2 separate regions of the Triticum aestivum genome follow, and region 2 is linked to region 1. Evidence: chromatin contacts called from public Hi-C data. All regions are on one chromosome and are shown on one strand. The core of a region is the stretch at or near the end of the contact, and the rest is flanking DNA. Distances in the headings are between cores, read along the strand shown.

Evidence for each region. A called contact is a pair of places that touch in the nucleus more often than the background predicts.
Region 2: a Hi-C map of leaf shows a contact between it and region 1, with 4 times the contacts expected there. The contact joins the promoter of LOC123138268 here to the promoter of LOC123138266 in region 1. A contact is called at or near these places in 2 of 5 Hi-C or Micro-C datasets (both in leaf).

Annotation. Positions count from the first base shown.
Region 1 is chr6B:606,838,832-606,845,339 of IWGSC CS RefSeq v2.1, forward strand. LOC123138266 reads left to right here and starts at 3,709. Exons shown (of 3, transcript XM_044558208.1): 1 at 3,709-4,171; 2 at 4,263-4,432; 3 at 5,088-5,567. The coding sequence starts at 3,898. The coding sequence ends at 5,186.
Region 2 is chr6B:607,434,880-607,441,286 of IWGSC CS RefSeq v2.1, forward strand. LOC123138268 (nuclear-pore anchor) reads left to right here and starts at 2,333. Exons shown (of 48, transcript XM_044558210.1): 1 at 2,333-2,816; 2 at 2,902-3,048; 3 at 4,424-4,522; 4 at 4,752-4,880; 5 at 4,956-5,048; 6 at 5,147-5,212. The coding sequence starts at 2,511.

The sequences.
Region 1 (6,508 bases), core at 2,459-4,958:
GAGCGTCGCTCCCTTTCTGAAGGCGTTGCTGTTGAAGAATCTCGTCGTTCGTTTGGTGTAATAAGATGGTTGGTGCGGATATGGTCATTGATGTAGTTTGCCGATTATGGATTTGATCGCTTCAGGTTTTTTTTTCTTACCTACGCATAGCTTTGGTCTTGTATGACTTTGCTATTTGTTGGTGTATTTTTGTGTGCGTGTGTTGATGTTGGTTGTGTGCATCCTAACTATGCAGAGGCCGGGTGTGCTCATTATGTTTGTATCTTCTTGATGCTCCATTTTGAGCCAATAAAATTCACCCTTTGTCGAAAAATTCCGTTGCCGGCGTCTGATCAGGACTTTCTCTTTGGGAACATTCTTCTGGCAGGGACTCTCTGCATCCGTGGCTTTACAGCCTCCATATATTTCTACGCATTAAAGTGATTACTACCTCCGTCTCGGTGAATAAGTCATTCGCGTAGTTTTAGGTCGACGATTTAACTATCTAAATATGTATTATATGTGACAAAAAATATATATTTGGAAACCACATCCGTGTAGAAATCTAGTGATATACTTTTCATGACATATAACACATATTTAATTCCTCAAATCGATGACCTAGAACTACACGAATGACTTATTCACCTAGACGGAGGTAGTATATTAGATTAGATTCCCAAAACTTACTTCTGGGTGTTCAAGGTCGGCGTTCGCGATTTTGTTTAATATAGCACTCCATGTGATGCCATGGACTGAAGTATTGCAACTTATGGCATTTTGAGATCCCCCGACGCATGATTGTATGCCTCAATTGTTTGTTGTGTAGCTGTGTCCTCGGAATCACTCCCCGGAGCGACACATATATTCCTCGAGAAAAGAAGCATTGGGCCTCCATTGCTAAATTATAAGCATCGCACTTTCCCATGTGAAATCATGCGTACCAAGTTGTTTATTTATGTTTGCCTCAAAAAAAAGTTGTTTATCTATGAGATACATGTTGACGTTGCTTATGGTACGAGATCTTCTCGACCATTACGATCCACAAATATTCAAAGTTGTGTTGTATTCATGTGCGTCCCTCGAAGGGGCTGAAGAAGGCTTCATCAACCTCCGGAAGGCCAAATAGTGTGAACCGCTTGTGCTAAAACAACACCAAAACAAAACGGTGTCGACGGTTTTACCAGTGGAAACGGCAAGTATGAAACGAACGGAGGAAACGGGCAAGCAGCAGGAAGCAACGAACGAGCGAAGGACCATCCCGGTAGCGATCATTGCTTCCGTCCACCGTTCGACAGCTAGGGGGTGCTCGGCTGATGACTCCGGTGGAACCTGACAGAGTAGCCGCCCCAGATGCCGCCAATCGTCGCTGCACGGGCACGGGTCTGCTGTGGCTCACACTGACAACGATCAGGCGGAAAAGGCCATCGGCCGGCGATGATGAGGCTGGCAGGGCTCCGTAACAGCTGAAAAAAGGTGGATACGGCAGATGCTATAGCAGTCCAGTGTTAAGGGTTAGCTGTGTTTGGTACAGTATGTATACTGCAGTGTGCATGAGCTTCTACCGGTACTAATATAATCTCCTGGCAGAGTGTCAGGCTTTGGATCTCGTGGCGAGCATGGTTCGTGAAAGCTAGGGAAACGAGCCCTATGCACTGTATGGATAAACATACGGTCAGGGTCGGGTCAGGTCAGGTGCATACGGGCACTGCTATACCGCAGTAGGTACGCTGTACGCATTATTGGGGAAATCATTTCAGACGGGCCTGCAGGTTCAGCTGGCCCATACATCCATCCATCCATGGCGCCATCGCGCCCGTGAACTTAATCGCTCGCCATGGTCAAGCTCAAGACACGTACGACCGCGACATGCACGTAGCATCACGCACACAACTTGCCACGAGAAGACGAGCCGTACACCGCACCGTGGGATTCCCGCGCGGCGAAAGCATCGGTGCGAACTCGTCGTTTTCCTTCCCCGAATCATCGATTGCGCACCCAAAACGTCCACCCGAGATCCCGAGCAACGTCGACCGGAGCTCGCATCGCATCTCGTTCACTTCACCCGCCGAAGCACGCATGTGAAAACCAGCGGCGCGCCGCGCAGGATTTACGGCCGGTTTCCGGCGCTCGTTGAATCCTCGACGAGGCGATGCGGACAGGACATGGCCTCGCCTCACCTCACACGGTCACATCGGCGTCGGAAATCTATTGGAGAGGCGACTTTCCCGTGCGCGCAACAGTCCATCACCGCCTCCCTCCTGTGCTCATACACATGGACAATGAATTCCTACGTACGCCACGCACCGCCACGCCCGAGTCCGATCGGCCTCAGTACAAACGGCGGACGCCATGGAGCCGAGGGCGCGCGCACCAGCGCGAGACGCCGACTCGGGCAGGGCATCGGAGCTAGGGAGCGAGTGGCGCACATGGCCTCATAAATTCAGTCCCGCGGGGCTACGCGACTCTGATCCCGACACCGTGCAGGTCGACGCGGACGCCTGACCCGCCGTGACAGCTTCCTCGCCGGCGCGGTGTTGACCGCGCCGGCGCGGACGTGAACACCAATTGCGCCACCACCACTAAGCAGACGAGATAAGCACACAGGAGCGGCTTAATTAATGGTTGCCCTAGCCATAAGGAAAACCCATGACGAGTTGACGAGTCCGATGGCTAGCCGCATCTGTGCAGATCACATTTCTTCTCTCCAGCAACCGGCATTTGTGTCCATTATAAAACGCGCCCATCACTATTTTCTTCTTTCTTCAAAGAGAAGTGATGCCTGCTGGGAACAATCCCGCATAAGATACTGCGTTGGACTGGCTTGTTTCCAGGGCGATGCTGGTTGGGAGCTGGGCAGGGGAATTGTCATCCGAATTTATAAGCCCATCCCTGGCATCACCAGGGGGCAGCACGGAGAGGAAGAATGATGACGAGCTTAACAAGCCATCATAGAATAGTGATACAAGGGCAGATCAGTCATGAGTTTTTTTTTTTGTTTTTTGCGGGGAGATCAGTCATGAGTTGTGTATGCATATTGAGCCACGATGTGTGGCATTTATCACGGGGCCTCTCCGTGGCATTCCATTCATGAATGGTTTAGTTTGGAAATGCAACTGCAAGGGGCTCATGCTTGAGAGTGGACTTCCGGTTGCACCATACATGTATAGTTTGCGCTCCCACTAACGTCATTCGGTGCGTGGTGCTTTTAATTCTTGCTGTTGCGGTGCACTTTAAAATTCTCGTGCAGGTGAATAGCAACAAAACTAGCACTGCCAGAGCACAACATTTTGCTTCAAGTTTAGTGCACGACGACCAACAAAAACTGCACGGATGAATGCCAAACAATTTTTAGCGGGGTGGATGTAGGCCCAGTGTCAAGATCAGCTCGGCCAAACCAGCAACTTTTGCTTGATCGAGTGCATAGAATTCAATTAATTCGGGGAGATAGATAGATAGTAGATGGAAGCAAAACTGGTTAATTCGGCCGATCTCCGTCATCCGTACACGACGGCCCACGAAAAGCAATCGTTTTGTAGATGCGGCCGGTCTCCGTCTCTCGCCGTTTGTTGCTACGCCGGCCGCAGACTGACGTCTCCGACGAGCGGTGCACCCAAAAATGCAGTACCTGACAGCGTCTGTTCACGTGGTGATCGCGAGGTCGAAAACGATCGAACCGGTCACCGGGACGGGATATGTACCACCACCACGGCACCACCTCGGCAACCGAGCCGTTGCTCTCTCTCCTCTTTATAAAATACTGGCGCACCACACGCTCGCCACTTGCTCGCGCTCTCCCTCGCCCACGTTTCCCCGGCCGGCACAGGCTAAGCCAAGCTATAGGACCAGCACCCAGCTCTGGTCACGGGGAGCGTGTGTGTGCCCGTGTGCGGCTGCGGCGGGCCGGAGTGAGCGGGGATGGGGAACTGCCAGGCGGCGGAGGTGGCGGCGGCGGTGGTGCAGCACCCGGGCGGGCGGGTGGAGCGGCTCTACTGGTCCACCCCCGCGGCGGAGGTGATGCGCGCCAACCCGGGCCACTACGTCGCGCTCGTCACGCTCCGGGTCGCCGAGGAGCGCCAGGACGCCGACGGCGGCGGCGCCCGCCGCACCGTGCGGCTCACCCGCGTCAAGCTCCTCAAGCCCAAGGAGACGCTCCTCCTCGGCCACGTCTACCGCCTCATCACCGCCAACGGTAGGCTTCGAGTCACCGATTCTCGTCCTCTGCCTCTTCTCCTCCATGCTGTGCCCACTGCTAACATGGCATGGAAAAATGGTGCGCGCAGAGGTGACCAAGGCGGTGCAGGCGAGGAAGGAGGAGAAGCTGAGGAAGGCGCGGCAGCAGCTGCAGCAGCTGGAGTCGTCGACGCGGCAGAGCAAGCTGCGGCCGGCGGCGGACGGTGACGACGTCGACGACGACGACGACGAGGCCAGCTTGGATGAGAGTCTCGATCAGGTGGTTACATGGACTTGAGCTCTATTCAATCCAACTACTTCTCTCTCTCTCTCTCTCTCTCTCTCTCTCTCTCTCTCTCCGCCGGAAAAAAATTATATGAGACCAGGTCTCATATAATTTCCCCCTCCGCCGATGCCCCCATGCACGTTCTCTGCATGATTGATGCGCCTTTAATTGCCTTCCCTCCAAGGGCTACTGGTTAGTTGTTCCTCGCGATTCTCATGTCTTCTTCCTCAGTTCGTCCACACGCAACACTCGGAAGATGAATTTTATTTGGGTAATCGCCATTAGAATTTGTGCAGCTGCAAAATCTGCCTAGTTTCAGCAGAAACCGTTAGCATTTAGCTCAATGGAGAGAATCGGTTTGGAGTACCTGACACTGACAATTCTCAGTCCCCAATTGACATGCATAAAACAAGATGTGGTCCTGTGGATCCAATTGATTGATGCCATGTACCGTCCAGAAGGGAAATTAGTGCTTAAAATAGAGGGATGCAGAATGATAAAAGAATCATGATGGTAAATAAAATAGTGAAGAGTCGCAACTAGTGTCAGGAGCAAAGAATCGTCTGCGAGATCCCTTTCTGCTTCTGTTCTGAACCGCGGCAACATGCAAATGTTCCATCTTCTGATTACTCTACACCTGTGACTGCAGTTGGCACGCCAGGACGGAGGAGATGGCCACCGGAGCTCCGGCGCCCGGCACCGGCAATGGCGGCCCTCGCTGCACAGCATCGACGAGGCCGCGAGCTGAGCCCGGCCATGCATAGCCCTCGGTGGATCTTCTGTATTTTCGGCGTCCACCGGGCCTCGACAGATTAATCTAGCTCGCATCACATGGGTTGCTGCCACATCTGTGTTGGATCGCTTCTGAAGCGGCTCCGTCGATCGGAGCGTGTCCGTGTACATTTTCAGGGTTTCTCGTCAGGATCTGTTAGTAAGAGTGAGGCTGCTTTTTTTTTTACTCCTCTTGATACATTTGCACCTGATTAAGATGCATGAAAGAAGTTCAGAACACGAGTAGCTAATACTACATCCATACAAGAGATGATGCCATTGCCATGTACCAATGCACATGCACCTGTGCATCGATCTCGTTCATGCTCATGGCCTCTCATGAGTGATGGCGTTTCTCTGTGTTGTTGTTGCAATTCTTGGCGCCGAGTTCTCAATCATAAGCACGGCGCCGGCTGTGGGCGCACCTGCAAGCTGCGGCTGCAGGTGGTGGGACGGAATCGTGCGGAGAGCCTTTTGGGCTGGAAGCTCGTTGGGCAGATTCGCGTCGGCGCTGCACATTAGTTTATGCTCCTGCAGAGAGTTTAAAAGTTTGACGCCCACGGTACCTAAGCTCTGTCTGTTTGGCACTTTGGCATTTGGCAATGGTGGTTGGTCACATGCTCTCTGTGGGCTGCCCCGAACAACACAGGAGCTGACATTTCCACCATAGATTAATGGCCAAGCTGTTAGTTAGTTACTCCTACATGTTGCTAACCGCAGCTCGCGGCGATTGAATACTGGCAGCATCAGCTACTGTGCTTACCACTAGTTAATGTGGCCGGCACCAAATGGATCCACCCAGCCTCCCATGGCGGGGTGAGTTCCTCCGTAAGTGGCAGCTTTTGGCCAGTCCTGGACGCATCAACCGTATGTGGCAGCTTGGCGGTGGCAGCCGCTTTATCCATCAAAAGGCCAATTATGCAGGGTGATCATATGCTTTGGAGATCGCCTGCAGGCTGCGCCCGAGCCCGCGGTCGGAAATGAAATCTTCGCTTTAAGCTGGGATTTGGATTGTGTTTCTGCGCAAAAGTTACATGTACTACGTGCTTTCCTTGTTCATCAGAACCCTGAACGAAGCTCGCTAGAAGGACGACGACGATGAGTTTAGCTCGTGTCATGTGCCGTGGAGAAGTGCCACCGGCGGACTTAGCCTGGCATATCGGGCAAGCTATGTCATGCTTGACAGCGGACAACGGAGTACGTACTTGCTGAAGTACAAATCGAGACGGTTGGAGCACGTACGGAGCTATGTACAGCAACCAACGGCTAGCATTGCCATATCTCCCGTGTCCATCTTTC
Region 2 (6,407 bases), core at 1,083-3,582, 590 kb after region 1:
CGGACAACCCCTGCCGCATACAAGGAAGACTCCACAAGACTTGGCGCCCAAAACAAGGACTCTCCTAAACCCTAAGCCTCCGGTGTCTTATATAAACCGATGCCAGGCTAGTCAATAGACAATCTCATATTCATTACTACAATTTCGTGGTAGATACGTGTACTCTGTACTACACCCATATGAATACAATCAAAAGCAGCATGTAGGGTATTATCTCATCAAGAGAGCCCGAAGCTGGGTAAAACCCCGTGTCCATGTTACCATCGTTCCAAGACGCCTAGCTTAGGACCCCTACTATGAGATACACCTGATATTGAACCGACATCGATGTCGTCCACACGCGGACTGCAGCCCTGGGCGCCGGCCCCGCCCGCATGCGCGCCCCTGATGGCCGCCGGGATCGGGAGCCGTTGCTGCTGGCCGCCGGAAATGAGAGCTGCTGCTGCTGGACGTCGGAAATGCACGACACTCGCTCCGTGGCTGCTCCGGCTAGGCGGCTAGGGTTCCTCCTCTCTTGTCTGGACTCTCTGGACTCTGAAGCGAGAGGAACAAAGCATTGACCGTGCGTATCGGAGGTCGAGAAGCCTGCTCTCTCGTTCGCTATTTGCTTGGTGCACGTATTGCATCCGGCCCAATAAGGCCCAATAACAGGGACGACGACGAATTTTCTTCTCATGATTATTTATCGATCAGATCTGGCTTATACGTGCACCTATATAAAAAAATCGCTCCAAATCAAGGTAGGGCGAGCGCCACACCTCGCCCTACCGAGAGCTTCGCTTGTGAACACAAACATGTTGGAGTTCATGAGTACCTAGGAGTCATCGGAGGTGTCTACCGTTGTGAAGGTATACCGCCGGTTCATGAGCAACTTGGGTAGCCTGACGTAATCCTCGCTGGCTCTGCAAAAGTGGTAGAGCAGGACGTGGTCGGGCATGCACCACTCTGCGTCGCTATGAGGCGCCATGGGTTGGGCCCATCGATTCGCCTCGCTCACTGTATGGTTTCTCTGGTCTCGTTTTCCCCTGACACTAAGGCTAAAGGAAAAATGGCTCAAATTTTGATAGATTTAAATCATAATATTGTTTAAAATTTGTTCCCAAATTGAAAAATATAGAGAAACTAAAACAATATTCATGGATAAAAGAATTATACATTAATTTTAAGAAATGATCACAAATTTAAAAATGTGGTTCTAAAAAATATCCATAAATTCAAAAAATGTTCGTGAATTGGAATTTATTTTCATGAATTCAAAAAATGTTCATGAATTTTAATAATATCCATGAATTAAAAATTTATGTGAATTCAAAAAATCTTCATGGTTGAATATTCATGAAAATAAAAAAAAACATTCATAAACAAAAACTGTTCATGCATTTGCAAAAATATTCTAAGTTCATAAAGTATATGAAAATTCTTAAGAAATGTGTATGCATTTGAAAAACTCAAGTTTTTTAAAATAATCACGAATTAAAAATGCTTCACAAATTTTAAAATAAGAAAATGAATAAGAAAAAGGGGAAAAGAAAACAAAAACAAAAAATAACCCTTAAGAAAACAGAAAGAAAAAACAAAAAGAAGCTTCAAATGGGCGGGTGGTATGCGCGTGGGCGCTATTTGGCTACCCAGGCGGAATAGGTTTTCCTGAAAAACCAGAAAGACAAGTGATATGAACTTGTCCACTAGTCACATAACGAAGTCAACGAGTGTACGCGTGGTAAATCCTATGTGACACATCAAATTGCTAGCGTATTGCACAAGAGGAACCGAGCTGGTCGGCCCATTCAAATGCTTTGTAGATTCGACATTGGTTCCGTTTTTGGGAACTTCTGAAGGGTTCCAGTCCAATATTTTTACCGATTTTCCATTTTCTGCTTTTACTGTTTTTTTGGTTTTGGTTTGTTCTTTTTCTGTTCTCTTCTTCTCTTCTCATTTTTTCCTCGAAAAGGTCACAATTTTTAAAATATTCTTTTAATTATAAATTCATAAATTTGATTTTTTTTGAGATTTCAAAATGTGTTCACTTTTTTCAAAATAGTTTGCTATAGTATGCCGTTTGCTACAATGAGTCGGTTCACTATAGTAGACCGGTTTGCTACAGTGCCGGGCTCCGTCTACCTATTTGACGCCCCGCATTTTAAAAAATGGCTCACATTAACAAACAAGACAAAAAAAGTAAAAGAAAAAACAAGACAAAAAGTTACACGGAGCCCGGCAGCCGCCATCTCGTTTCCAGCCCACGTCGCAAATACAGGCCGGACACCTGAGGTCGGTAACCAGGCCGGGCTCCCAGCACGCCGTCCTCCCGATATATCGCTGCCTCCGCTTTCGCCGTTTGGCGTCTCGCCCGTCTCCATTCTCCAGTTCAACTCGGCTCACCCCCTCCGCTTGCGGCACCGCCACCACCCTTCGCCCCCTCCCCGCGGGGAAACCCTAGAACCTTCTGGAGGCCACCCCGAAATCTCGGCGGGGCTAGGGCTCCCGCTCGCTCCACCCCGCCCGCGGCGATGCCGCTCTTCATGTCCGACGAGGAGCTCCGGCTCCTCGGCGGGGACGTGGCCGCGGTCGCCGAGCGGGCCGACGCCGCCATCCGCGAGCTCCGGAACCAGGTCGACACCGTGCGCGCCGAGGCTGACGCTGCGGCCATCGCGGCCGAGCAGACCTGCGCCCTCCTCGAGCAGCGCTTCACCACCCTCTCCGCGGAGGTCGATCGGTACCAGGCCGAGGCGGCCGAGCTCACCGCCGCCTCCGAGCGCCGCGCCGCTGACCTCGCCTCCTCCCAGGCCGAGATACACCAGCTCCGCATCCAAGCAGTACGAACCCTAGATTTTTTGGGCGACTGATCATTTTGTTTGGTGAAGCTTCCTGCACTGACCACTTGTGTTGCTGATGTCGCAGATTGCAAAGGATGGCGAGGTTGAGCGTCTCAAAGTGGAAATCTCGGAGCTGCACAAGTCCAAGTGCCAGTCGCTGGAATTGATCGAGCAGAGGGACGCAGAGATACGGGAGAAGGATGACGTCATTCAGAGTTACCATGATAAGATGGTGAGCTACCCTAACGCCCTCACACTTCTACTAGTAATATGCAGCAGTCATCAAACTGGTTGTAGAGCGAGTTGAGAGTACATGATCACCTGAACAAATTGTCGCTTGGTGCAATCTGATATGGTGGTGTGCAGGACAATGTAGTTTCTAGGATCATACATTGGTAGTACCGACTACTGGTTACTGGTTGCCGCTTGAGGATTTTGTTATTGAGTTTAACTATAGGTTTGTTTCTGCCTAAATGCTAATTAGTGCAGCTTGTTTCTGTAACTTGTCCTGCTTTAGAACAGATTTTTGCGTACCTCAAGAGAGAGGGAGAGAGAGGATTTGATTTGATTTGGTTTGCTTAGCACCATATGGTGCAATGTACATGCAAAAAAATGCGCAAGCAACTGCATATTATGGACGTTCTTGCTGGTTTTCACCAGTAAATTTATTGGAATAACTTCTTTGACTGACTGGATGAATCATTTTCGTTAGTTGGTTATGACTTTATCGATCAGTTACCCATGGGGCCATCCCTTTGGAAGGCATGGATGTCCAAAAGTCAAATTTGCATTCTGAGCAATATATTTGATCTTAACTTGATTTGCTTGTAGGTATACATCTATATCTGTCTCTACCATACGTTATTTCACGTCTTTGTTAAGTTTTTATGACACACCTGATTACTTATGTGAGACATCTTACAAAACTTCTCTTACATCTTAGTGGTTTGTGTTTTCTACATATTATCTCGGTTGAGCTGATACAGTACCTCCATAGTCGGCGGCTATTATATGCTATGTAGATTTGACGTTAGCTTGGTAGATATTATGTTGTTTCATGAAGAGCTGCTCTTACATTCAAATATATTATAATTTGTAATAAATAATGACATGTAGATTTGATGTTGTTTCATGAACAGACTTAAAATGTTAGTTTTCCACTGTCTATATAACATAGCTACATCTGCTTTTCTTTTATAGCATTATTACATGAACTATCTGCCCATTTGAAAAGCTGAATGTTCGATCTCTTGTCAGTTTAACTGAAGTGGAGCTATTTAAGAGTTCTGCCATATCGTCAGACCTCTCACTCTTTTTCTTGAATAACTTATCTGTAGTTTTTCCATCAGACAATCTTGAAAATTTTAAAAATGTGATATGCTATGTATTAGTATCTATTGCGTTTTTTTCTTGCTGGCGGTGTGGATATATGGGTTATATCATTTTTGCCCCTATCATGAGCGTTATTTTATCTTTGCACTCTAGCAAGCTAAGCCTTTTATAAACTCAATTGAGATTTCATGCTCCTTTGTCGTGGAAAGACCTTTGCTGTTTTGTGTTTTATAGCATAAAATTAAGTGGGCATACCGTTTTTATCGTCTTTTCAGGTAAATCAGGCTGACTCTTCTGCTGGTAAAGAGGCTAGGATACACGAGGTTGAAGCTAAGTTAACTCACTGCCAGGCGACATGCAACCGCATTGAACAGGTATACATATAAAAAGGCTTAGGGAATGCTTAGAACTTTAGAAGCAAGTTTTAGTATAATGTTCTACCAAGCCTTATTTCAGTTCTCTATAAATCTCTTGTACACCGCATCGCCTTCGTTTGCTCTTTGGTTATTCATTGTTATACTAAGATTCAAGGAAGTTCCTGAGCAATTGTTTTTCATGGACCAATTGGTGTTTCTTACTTATTTTTATTACTTCCCTTATTAGGAGAAGGAGCTTCTTGAAAAGCATAATCTCTGGCTTGATGAGGAACTGAAAGCAAAAGTAAAGAATCTATCTGATCTAAGAAAGGCAAACATGGATGAGGAGTCTCGGATGTCAGCAAAGATTGTAGAGGTTACTTTCTTCTTATTTAATACTTCATGTGACAGATACAGGAAAGAAAACATGAACCTGATTTCTGGTTATCAGCTTGAAAGAGAGATTTCTGAATCTACAAGTTCCTTGAGGCGAAGCAAAGAACGGATTTCTGAGCTTGAGCAAAGAGTGTCTTATATGGAGAAGGTATAACTTCTGATGATTATGCTATTTCTATCATCTAACTTTTGCTATTCCCTAAAAACCCAGCTAACTTTTACTATTTCATCTTTTGTTGACTGTAGGAGCTACTCTCAGCAAAGGATGCTGCAGCTGCTAATGAGCAACGCCTTGGCGCTGAGCTTTCAACTGTATGCCCCCCCCCCCCCCCCCCCCCCAACCTCCGCTGTCTATTAAGTTTATCTCATCTTATTACTTGTATCTAGATGTGCAATTGCCTTCTTAGTAGTATCAGATATCCTAGATGCTCTTCCAATTTGCTTTGCTCACTTTATATTTTGACGATTTGGAAATTGTCGAGCTCCTTGAGTAATTTCGCTTTGGCACACGACACATAGTACTAGTCTTAGAAGGCATTGTAGATCTATGTTCATTATGTGCTCTAGTATAAGGAATTCAGCTTCACAGAAATTGTCTAAGCCAATTGAACCCCAAGTATGTTTATCTTCTTCTTGAGAAAAAGCAACAAGCATTGCACCTTGTTATATTGATATATAGGGGAAAAATATTTGCCTGAACAAATTTCTAAGCTAAGTCAGAGAGCAGAAGCATTTGCAGCTTCTTATCCCCGGCCTTGACCTAATCAGGAGTCTCATAGTTGATTGTGCCCAGCTGGCCTGGCACCGCTGGGGCTCCTCACGAAATACGCAGGAGTCCCTCTGCTTGCAGTCCCACCATGCATTGAGCATGATCATGGAGCTCAATCGTACACGTAGCGTAGCCAGATGGGATGCTAGAGTTATCTTTCTTGGCAAAGAATTGGCCAACCTCTGGTGTTGTGAATTGCATATCAGGGGGCATGGGCTGTGTGCTTGTTAATGCTAGATTGTCTATTACCCCTAAAGTAGTGACCTAAAACGTCTTATAGAAGTTTACAGAGGAGTATCTGTTATGCCGTCATACATATTTGGTTTGCACGAGAGTCGGTCGTCGCCCTTGGATTTGAAGTTTGACCAATGAAAGTTGTGCATTTCTTTTGAGAAACAAGTTCAACTCATGGCTGGCTTATCTAATACCCATTATTATCTTGCCCACCTTGGCGTGCCTGTCTAGCCAAGTAGACGGCCAAATTTATTTGGTATGCCTGCTTAAGTGTTTTGATATGACTACTGTCACAGCTTGATTGTAAATTCTTGTACTTGATATAGAAGTTCTCTACCTGATTAAGACTCATTCTTTACAGTTACTCCCTCCGTTCCAAAATAGATGACCCAATTTTGTACTAAAGTTAGTACAAAGTTGAGTCATCTATTTTGGAACGGAGGGAGTAGAAACCTTGCAATGATCCCATTACCTTGTATGTGTATGGTCTAGCCCCTTGCCGTT